3 separate regions of the Mus musculus genome follow, and all the other regions are linked to region 2. A link is a contact called in public HiChIP or PLAC-seq data. All regions are on one chromosome and are shown on one strand. Each heading gives the region's core, a stretch centred on a gene start, on an enhancer-like site or on the middle of the called end of the contact. The rest is flanking DNA. Distances are from core to core; before and after follow the strand shown. Region 1 overlaps Mef2c (myocyte enhancer factor 2C). Region 2 overlaps Gm33073 (a long non-coding RNA gene). Region 3 has its middle 12 kb from the start of Gm33274.

Region 1 (3,402 bases), core at 697-3,196, 500 kb after region 2:
AGGCAGGTACAACCTGGAGACTCACAAACCACGTTTCCATACTTGTATAAACTGCAACCTTGGGCATGTTTCAAAACTCCACTAAAATTCAGCTTTTTAAATTGTAACCTCGTGTTTGGTCTTACTGTGAACATCAACAAGTAATATACATGGCCATTAGCACAAGTAGGGTGTGTGATCTTCAGGCATGCCACACCATTTCTTTTCTTGCTGCTCCCTGTTAGGCAAGTTTTAAAACATTGAACACACACACACACACACTCACACATAACCCCCACACCCCTTATAAGTACTGAACTCTGCAGTAAATTTTGTTTTTACAACTTAAAAATCGTTTTATAAGCTAAGGGTCAGAGTGTGCCTGCCCTACTGTGTTTAAGGACCTGAGAGAAATGAGTACTCAGCATAAGGAGTGAAGTCATTTTGTGAAGTACTTTACATGATAGAGGGATAAATGGTATTTAATGAAGTTCTTCTGACAGTCTACTGATTTTTTTATACTGAGAAAATATGCACAAATGGAAAACTAATCCTATTAAGAAACATCAAAAATAATGTTGAAAAGAAATAAGGACTCCATCTAACAGGGTACCTATCCCAGTTTCTATTAGCAAACTTTGTTAGGGTTATAATTCAATGTGTAGTTTGCCTTCTTAACTGTGTGCCTCTGAGAAAAAGCCTTGTGTGTGAGAGGGGTGGAGTGTGAAGACACTGAACTTTAAAAGCCTGAGAAGGTAATCAGAAATCTAACAAAGAGTTCTTCTCCTCTGCTGCTGCTTCCTTTCTGACTCAAAATAATTAATTTCATTATAATACTAACCAGTCAGAGGTGTTTAGTGTGGTGATCCTGTTAACGATAAAAACACATGCGTGTCCTAAATTGCTTCTAGTGAAACTTTTAAGTGTCTCTGTGCCAACTCCCTCAGTATTTTGATGGCAGTATGATCCATGCTGCTGGAAGGGAGCCAAGCATTTGCTAATGTATTATACATTTGGCTCAGTTCCAGGACAGCAGGTGTTTTAAATATTCCAGTCACACACCCACAATGTATATTGCCACTGGGGGAAATAGCATTTCTAAACCACTGATGTTTACTCTGAGCCACACCTAGTTTGCTCTGTAAGGACAGTGTGGATGAACCGTGATGGGGAAGGAAACTTTCTCTGATTGGAGGTGCAGCAAACAAGTCGTTCTGAAGTCTACATTTGACCACTGGCTCCCAGACCAAGGCACTAGTTGTTAGCAACCAGAAAACAAGTCATCAAAATCCAGAAAAACAGTTCAACACCTTCCATAAGCGAGTTTCTGTGAATAGGAGAAATTCTACTTATATTAGAGAAAATAGTAATAAATTGTATGATAATAAATTGGTAGGTTCTGATTAGAGGGCGAAATCTGTGTGTCATTAGAATCCACCATTCAGTTTGCAAGCAAACTAATGTGGGGGAAAGAAAACCTGACTTTCCTGGGGTTCTAATTTCTAAATTGAAGTGTTTCCTTTTAGAGGGGAAAAAAAGGCAATAATAGCTGTGTGGAAATACATCTACACAGAAATAATTCAGAAAATTATTTCAAAAGTTTTAACTTCCTGCTAGAGATCCACACATGCACAAGAGACAGAGATCTAAGGAGAGAGGGGGGAGAGGGAGGTGAGGGGAAAGGGGTGGCTTGCTGCTGCCACTATCCGCTGCTGTGGCTTTCATAAAGGGATGAAACCTGCAGTCCCAGCAGATGAACTCAGATGCACAGCTTCCATTTCCCTAAGCACAGGTTCCTGTGTCAGATCAACAAACCTTCATTGATCTTTCTCTAACCCTTTGGCCTCAGCAATAACTAATGCACAAGGGCTGGTAAGAGGTTTCTGACTGCCCCCTGCCACCTGCTGTCACCTCATGCTTCATTTCAGTATAGATGGGGCCTCTTTGATGATTGGTCAATAATGCACATTACCTCATGGAAACAGGCTTTGAACTGCAATTTTACTTCCTCTTTTAATGGTGCTGTTTCCTCTCATCTTTCAACTGTGATCTTTAAAAAGAAGCGAGATGTTATTCAAAGCCATGGTGACGGCAAGTTTGAGCATTGTGAAACTGTTAAGTGGTTAGTTAGTGTTATTTGTCCAACAGAGAACTGATGTTAAAGTCCATGCAGAACTCCAAGCATGGCTACGAGAAATGCCTTTAAATATTATACAACATGATTTTATTTCCGTTTCCACAACATCCAGTTTTCCATCTGAGAGACATGGGTATTGAGTGTGCTGTGGTAAGCCTCCAGAGAAAACAGAGAGTTCACAACTGCAGAGACAGTCGGAGACTGTGGGTGGCATTTCTCTGCTGAGTCAGGTCCCCAGGTTTTACCAACAGTGCAGATTTTCTGACAAGATGTGAAAGCCCAAGTCTGTGGTTCTTGAAGCTCTTCTGAAATAGTCCCCTTTTCCTTGCAACTTTGGGAAATTTTCACTTAAGATTTTATTTTTTCCCCCTGTCTTCCTCATAGCTGTTAAAGAAAATTGAGAAGTCTTACACTGGATTCCTTTACATTTCCTATCACCCGGCCTATAAATTAAAACAGCATTCCTTGTGTCTGTGTTAAAATGGGGGAAAGAAGCAGCTCACGTAGCTGTGGATAGGAAAGGAATCCTTAAGATGCATGCAAGTTTTCCGCAAGACCCACAGCACTGTGCAGAGTCCATTATTCGTTTGTTCATAAAAGTATATACTTTCAAAAAAAAAAAGTATATACTTTCTCTTCCACACCCACGTCTTCCCACCCCTCACCTGTCCAGGCGATCAGAAACAAAGAACTGAGCAGTTGGCTTAATCTCAAAAGTGTAGATTCTCACAAAATAAATAATTAAAACGTGTTTTTCTCAGTAACTGAGAATTGGGATTCTTACGAGGAGCATCTTACTAATCGCAATAGCTCTGCACGTGGATGCCCCCAAGTCAGCCTACGTGTCTTAGACCACACTCCCTCTCAGCCTCAGGAGCTAAAAGAAATACGATCTTTCTGTCCCTTCCTTTCAGCCAGAGAGATACTACCTAGCTGCCAGAGAAGGGGCTGTCCTCTCTATCCAGTGGTCACTGGAGTATCAATGAGGAAATAGTATAGATAAGATTACATGTTAGAACATACATTTTATTATAGATATTGCCCTTGGTGGAAAAAAATTATCAGGCAAACTGGTCAAAAGTTACATAGATATGATTTTCATGTTTTTGTGTGCTTGTTGAAAGACTCAACCCAGGTAGGTTCTTGCATATACTAGGGATACACTCTACCTATGAGCTGTGTTCCCTGTCCCTAGGAAATCTTTATTAAGAGACAATCTGGCAGCAGCACAGTTCTAAGACAAATACCTTACTAAATCCTTGGAAGTAAGCAGTGTAGTTCACACA
Region 2 (3,084 bases), core at 98-2,597:
CCCCTGTGATCATTTTTATTCAATGAAAGCCATTCCTTTGGGTGGGAGTGTCAAATTCTAGTACCCACACATGCTGCCCGCATACCACACAAGCTGCAGGAATGCAGATTTCTGTATCTGAGAGCAGCTGCTAAGTGAAGTGGAACATCCAACAGATGGCTGCATTGTCATTGTTGGGGGAGGAGGAGAGAGGAGCTATTTTGGTTTTTCTGTTGAACGTGTATATGTGTATGAAGGCATGTGTGTACTTCACAGTATTCTGTTCTCCACTACCTATGATCTTTTCCACTATAGATATTTCTCCTGTGCTGTCAAAGACTGGTTTTGAATTTGCATATTAGGACAGTCACTAGAGGTTTTTTGATCATTTAGTATTTAATGGATGAGAAAAGAAAGGTCCAAGGGCACACAGCTATTAAAGCCAAACTCAGAATTTTTTCACTAGGGCATGCAATATAACAAAATTAATTAATAAAATTATTAAGTAAATAACACTCTACATAGTGATAGATCACAGAGGAGAACAATTCAAGGGTCACAGCTTCTCAGTCTTTAAAAATATATAAGTGCATTTTTCCCTTAAAAAATTATGGTGGAGTTGCTTTGCAGTTCTCAGAAGAAAAAAAAAAGTAAGTATTCAAACTAGTCAATATGAGCATTTTATTATGAAGCTTATTAGATTTTAAACAATTTGATTCATGGTGCTCCACAATTTTAATAGCATATTTAGAAATAATAGACTTCGGCAAATCAGGTTGTAGAACTGCTATCAAAATCCATGCATAAATGCAAATTAAAAACCTTAGGTCCCATCCTGACCTGCTTGCAAAATGTCCCTATTCCCCTTCTGATGGTAGCTTAAAGAGTACCATCACATAGCTTATTCATTGATGTGTGTGTGTGTGTGTGTGTGTGTTTCTAGAAATAGAATCAATAGAGAACAGACAAACCCACAGTTGCCAGTTTGTACAGTTTTGTGGTTTCTGCCAGGGCTACTGACTCGAGAAGGTCTACCAGATAATGAAAGCAAACTATTTCAGTTCCTGTGGGTCTAGAGTGCTTCTGTAAAGTTCTGGTTTGAAACAAATGAATAACAAATTAAAAGGCATAGTAAAATAAGGGGGTGGTTAAAATATATTAACTGAAATCAATGTAGGAGAAACATAGTTAAAAACCTTGCATTCTCAGCAACAGCCTGAGATGTATTTGGGTAATTCTTTAAATTTATGATAAAAGCCTTTTAGCAGAAAGTCAATACACATAGGTGGTGAAGCAAGTATATCATCCTGTACTGGAGGTTGCATTAAACATTCGGTGTGAGCTCCACTGCTCATAGGAAGTAAGCAGGAGTTCATCCAACGAACGCACAGTATCACAGAGACCAAGCGTTCTTCTGTAGACAGTCTGTGGAGCCATGCTGATTACCATGCAGTCCTCTGCCTAGGGTGCTCACTGACGTCAACAAGGGTCCTGGAAATGAAGCAGGATCAAAATCCCAGAAGCCTGGACTAATAATAGAGTAAAGATGGAGAACAGATGGAAAGCAAAGCTTCATGGATAGAGTGTGACCTCATGTTATAAATTCGTCAAGTGGAATAAACAACAACAAAGTATGGAAGGCCTGTGAGAACTCACTGATGTCAAACTTCCAGAAATTTGCTGACTGAAAAAATGCCTAGATACAGAGAAAACTTTCCAAAGGAGTTCAGGGGCATCAATTTTTGGATTAATTATGCCTGTGTCTGAGAGCAAAGACACTTAAAATTAAAACCATAGTACTTTGAACATAGACTACTAGCTTTATCCCTTTACCCTTCATTAATATATGGATTCACCTAAGTTATTTTCCTCTCACTTGAGCAAACCTGTCATCTGTGAGAGGGCAAAGCCATAAATGTAGAACCTGGAGATGAAATCCCAGAAAACACTAGGCCTGAAGCAAAACATTGCAAGCGGTCTGCCACATCTTCAACAAATAGAAGTGCTTTTTCAAGTGTCTCTGTCTCGTGTGTGTGTGTGTGTGTGTGTGTGTGTGTGTGTGTGTGTGTGTGTGTGTGTTTAAGCAATCAATGCACACTTTGTGTCTTAGTCTGTATTCTGTTGCCGTGAAGACGCACTATGAGCATGGCAATTCTTATAAAGGAACACATTAAGTTGGAGCCACCTTGTACTTTCAGAGGTTTAGTCACTTGTCATGTAGAAGCATGTTGACATGCAGGCAGATGCTTCGTCAGGATCAGCAGGCTGCAGAAAGAGACAATCACTGGAGCAGGCTTGAATATTTGAAACCTCATACCTAACCCACAGTGACACACTTTCTTCAACAAGGCTACAAGTGCCACTCCTTGGCTAACAAACAGTTAAATATATAAGCTTATATATTTGAGGTCATTCTTATTTAAACCTCCACATTCCACTCCCTGGCCTCCATAGGCTTATAGCCATATCATAATGCAAATATGTATTCAGTTCAACTTAGAATATCCCCATAGTTTAGCACAGTCTCAACATTGTTTAAAAGCATAAAGTTCACACTCCTTTTGAGGACTGGTGGCATTCTTTTTACCCTAATTTTCTATAAAATCAAAATTAAAAGAAATTTAATTTAAAAGATTCACCATACTTTCCAACAAACAGTGGTATAGAATAGACATTGCAAGTCCCAAAGGGAGAAAAGGGAACACCATGAAGAAACACTGGACCATGGCTAAAAACAGCTGAGAAAACTCCAAGCTCTACATCTTCAAAGTATGTTTCAGATCTCGAAGTCCTTTTAGCTTTGTTGACTACAAAATACATCTTCCTCTTTAGTTGTTTCTACTCCCTTTTAACAGCTTCTTTCAACAGGTTCTCCATGGCTCTGGCTTCATGGACATCTCCAAGGCAGTCCAGACTTCACTTTTGTAGCTTCATGAAGTAGCTCTTCTTGATCTCCATGCAGAAACATTTCTGCCACACTCCTGACGTCAGCAACTTTCCTTAGTCACAGAGGGGCATTTTGTAACCCTTTTCTTGTATCAGTGAAGTTGCAAAGTTCTGCTGCTTACTGAGGTTGCAACATGGCCCCTCATTCAAATACATTCT
Region 3 (3,345 bases), core at 499-2,998, 350 kb after region 2:
AGTCTTGACAATGCAGATAAAAAAAAAAAAAAAAAAACCTGGGACCCACATGTGTTTGGTCCAGCATTTGCCATAGACAAGATGCCACAACCTGTGTGCTTCATGATGAAGTTCTCAGCCTCAAATTGTTTCCCATAGATGAACCTGCCATCATGCCATCATATATGTGAATTTACCACCCTAGCACATGAATCATGGGATAATTCTGTGAAAGGAGGCACCCTTACATCCACATGTTTCTCTCCAGTGCCATTGACCTTATATTAATAATTCTTCTTTTGCTTTTCTGAAATCAGGCAGAAAAAAAGTTTTCTCTCCAGACTGGAACGATAGCAATACAATGGATATGCTAATAGGTGGGGGGATATTTTTGTGGAGTTTCAACACTAGACAGAGAACTATGAAGCAACTGATGAGTTCTGGTAGAAGGAGAGTTAGTTTCTCTCAATGGTGAGTTCCCTTATTGATTGTCCATTGAAAATGTTTAGACTTGAATCCATATAAACAAAAAAGACAAAACACAGACTAAGCAGACTTTAGTAAGTCCTCTGTGTGTGTGTGCGTGTGTGTGTGTGTGTGTGTGTGTCACAATAATAATCAAAGTAAAAGAGGATATTGAATTGAATGTGGGAAGGACTGGGTAAAAAGAAGAAAAATGATGTTATTCAATGTCAACTAAAAAGTAGTTTAAAAAATAACAATAAATAATTTCCTAATTTATTTAGGAAACTGGAAAAAGCTGCTTGCCATCATTTTTGGTGTTTTGGTGGAAGCTCTAGGAGGCAGAGAGGAGAGAAAAAGGCAAGAGTTTGCACTGCCCCATCATACTGCTCCCTGTCCACTGTACTGCCAGTCATTCTCTCCCATCATAGTGCTCCCTGTCCACTGCATCACCTGTCATTCTTTCCCATCACACTGCTCCCTGTCCACTGTACCACCTATCACTCTCTCCCATCATAGTGTTCCCTTTCCACTGCATCACCTGTCACTTTTTCCCATCACAGTGCTCCCTGTCGACTGTACTGCCTAACACTCTCTCCCATCACACTGCTCCCTGTCCACTGCACTGCCTGTCACTCTCTCCCATCACTGCTCCCTGTCCACTGTACCGTGTGTCGTTTTCAGGGCATTTTCAGCTTGCTAAATCAGTTTGAATTATATTTCCTGTTACTTGCAACCAAAATATATGAACATACATATGGGAGAACACAAAAATAAGAAGGGCAATTTATACTTCTTTATGTATTCCAATCTTATGTACAAAGCCATTTAAATACTGTTGGTGTTTAAATTGTTTAATGTTAAAGTATGTGAGGCCTTTTAGATCTCAGAAATACCAAATATTACCTTCACAGAATAGTTTCTGAGATCTCAGCCGTCCGCAACAGCAGATGTCTTTACAAGAAGGAAACACAATCATGCCTTTTCAGGTTTTATATAGTTCAGTATGTCAGTGGATAGCCCATCTGGTTTACAGGTGTCAGCCCCAGAAAACTTGGGGAAGAAGTTAATGCAGAAGGGAAAATATAAGTTGAACATCCTCTGAATGGGTCTCCTCTGCTCAAGAGGAAAGGGGGGATTCTCTACCCACACATTGAGCTTTCTGTTTCTGTTTTGTAGTACTCCATCTTAGCCCCCCTCTCCCTTCACAACTGAAAGGCATTGGGGAAAATAGACCTCACCAAAGCACAAACTAGAATGACCCACAGTGCAGTGCTGGAAGACAGCCAGGTCTCCAGCATTGATGTGGTCTCCCTTAACCCCTCTGGGGTGGATACATGTCTAGGCTTAGTGACAGCAAGCTATTGCAGCAGCTGGCACACAAGGAACTAAAGTAGAGTTGCTGCAAGAAGGGTGGGCAGAAGAAACACTCCAGAAAATGCTGAAGTATAATTTCAAGCAAACTGCACTGTTTGGAATGTGGGAAACCACAGAGTAAACAGGCCAATCTGGCATGCAGTAGGCAACAGTAAGGCAGGACATTTTTAATGTGACCCAACAGATCAAAGATCTGTAGCAGTCAGCATGAAACATTATTCTACAATATTGATTCATTCTGTGAACAACTGTTTGTTGCATACCTATGAACAACTGTTTGTTGCATACCTACTATGTGCCATATCTATGACACTGGAACCTGAAGAGGAAAGAATGATTCTGTCTTTCTGTACTAAAAGCTAATGCCATCAGACACAGATGTCCAAAATACAGATAATTTTACTTTTTTTTTCTCCAGTAACAGTACATTTATGTTTATTTGGAATCCCCATTCACATCATGGCAGAAATAAGGCCTACTTTTAGTCTACTTTCCAATTAGTTGCCTATCATAACAGGGACTGGAAAAAGAAGAGAGGAGGTAAAGAGGAGAGAAGAGGAAAGGAGAGGAGAGGAGGGGAGGGGAGGGGAGGGGAGAGGAGGGGAGGGGAGGGGAGGGGAGGGGAGGGGAGGGGAGGGGAGGGGAGGGGAGGGGAGGGGAGGGGAGGGGAGGGGAGGAATCTTGACTTATCATCAACATCCTACCAGCATTCTGACCCATTTTGTGTTCATCTCCATGTGCGCATGTGGTTAAGGGAGATTCTCTGGGTCCTGTGCTCACATAGCTGTGGTTTCAGCATCCTCAGATGTTTCTCTGCTGTCTCGCTGTTCATGCATCATCTTGAATCCTGTCCAAACAGTTGCCAGCATCTACAATCTCTTCTTTCCCAGCACGCTACCATTTTATGAACTAATGACAATTTTACCAGCCCTTGACTGAGGAGAGTGTAAAAATAACTATTTTTACCCAGGTGTAATTGTCATTTTAGATGCTTACTGATGATTAAGCTCACCATTTCTCTTTCCTAACTCTTTCTGGCTGTAGCAACTTAGCTGTTCTAGCCAAAACTTCTCTCTAAGCTGGCTGATTCAAACTGGCTTCTCTCAGCTTCTCACTGAACTGCTATTTGGCCTCAAATTAACTCTTGCAATCTGTTCTTATCTTCTGGCTCCCCTTCTCTTTCTCTGGTTCATTCCATCTTCACCTGTGCCTGCATTCTGTCTCTGTAAAAAACATCCAAGTAAAAACTGGCTCTCTCTCTGTCTCTCTCTCTCTGTCTCTCTCTGTGTGTCTGTCTGTGTCTGTCTGTGTCTGTCTGTGTCTGTCTGTCTGTCTGTCTGTCTGTCTCTCTCTCTCTCTCTTTCTCTCTCCTCTGCCTTCTTAAGTAGCCTCTCTTTCAAATACTGTTCTCATACAAGCTGGCCTTATCCTCTCTCTGGCTCATTCTGTCAATGTCGATCCATCATTTTTTATGCCCCTCAATTAGAAGTAACTTTCAAACATGGCTGCTTCCTTCTACCTCCAAAC

Evidence for each region. HiChIP or PLAC-seq counts read pairs in DNA pulled down with a chosen protein or histone mark.
Region 1: a contact with region 2 is called in an H3K4me3 HiChIP or PLAC-seq map of the 230-238 cell line, with 19 read pairs. The contact joins two enhancer-like sites. A contact is called at or near these places in 3 of 484 Hi-C or Micro-C datasets (macrophages, pre-B cells and pro-B cells) and 3 of 115 datasets of contacts at active chromatin or transcription factors (the 230-238 cell line and large pre-B cells).
Region 3: a contact with region 2 is called in a RAD21 HiChIP or PLAC-seq map of pro-B cells, with 4 times the contacts expected there. The contact joins two enhancer-like sites. A contact is called at or near these places in 1 of 15 datasets of contacts at CTCF or cohesin (pro-B cells) and 1 of 484 Hi-C or Micro-C datasets (myocytes).

What each region holds. Positions count from the first base shown.
Region 1 is chr13:83,607,380-83,610,781 of GRCm38.p6, forward strand. All of the region lies in intron 3 of Mef2c (myocyte enhancer factor 2C), which reads left to right. Gm52043 (a long non-coding RNA gene) reads right to left here. Exons shown (of 3, transcript XR_003950628.1): 1 at 1-3,402. Among named protein-coding and RNA genes, the nearest start is that of Gm52043, 16 kb to the right of the region's middle. Within about 2 kb of position 1,947, at least 111 of the 459 cell types and tissues checked have an H3K27ac peak or open chromatin away from gene starts, as enhancers often do. A contact at or near this core is called in the 230-238 cell line, pre-B cells and pro-B cells, where this site is marked.
Region 2 is chr13:83,111,569-83,114,652 of GRCm38.p6, forward strand. All of the region lies in intron 1 of Gm33073 (a long non-coding RNA gene), which reads right to left. Among named protein-coding and RNA genes, the nearest start is that of Gm33073, 7.4 kb to the right of the region's middle. Within about 2 kb of position 1,348, at least 66 of the 459 cell types and tissues checked have an H3K27ac peak or open chromatin away from gene starts, as enhancers often do. A contact at or near this core is called in the 230-238 cell line, pre-B cells and pro-B cells, where this site is marked.
Region 3 is chr13:83,457,168-83,460,512 of GRCm38.p6, forward strand. No RefSeq gene overlaps it. Among named protein-coding and RNA genes, the nearest start is that of Gm33274, 12 kb to the left of the region's middle. Within about 2 kb of position 1,749, at least 17 of the 459 cell types and tissues checked have an H3K27ac peak or open chromatin away from gene starts, as enhancers often do. A contact at or near this core is called in pro-B cells, where this site is marked.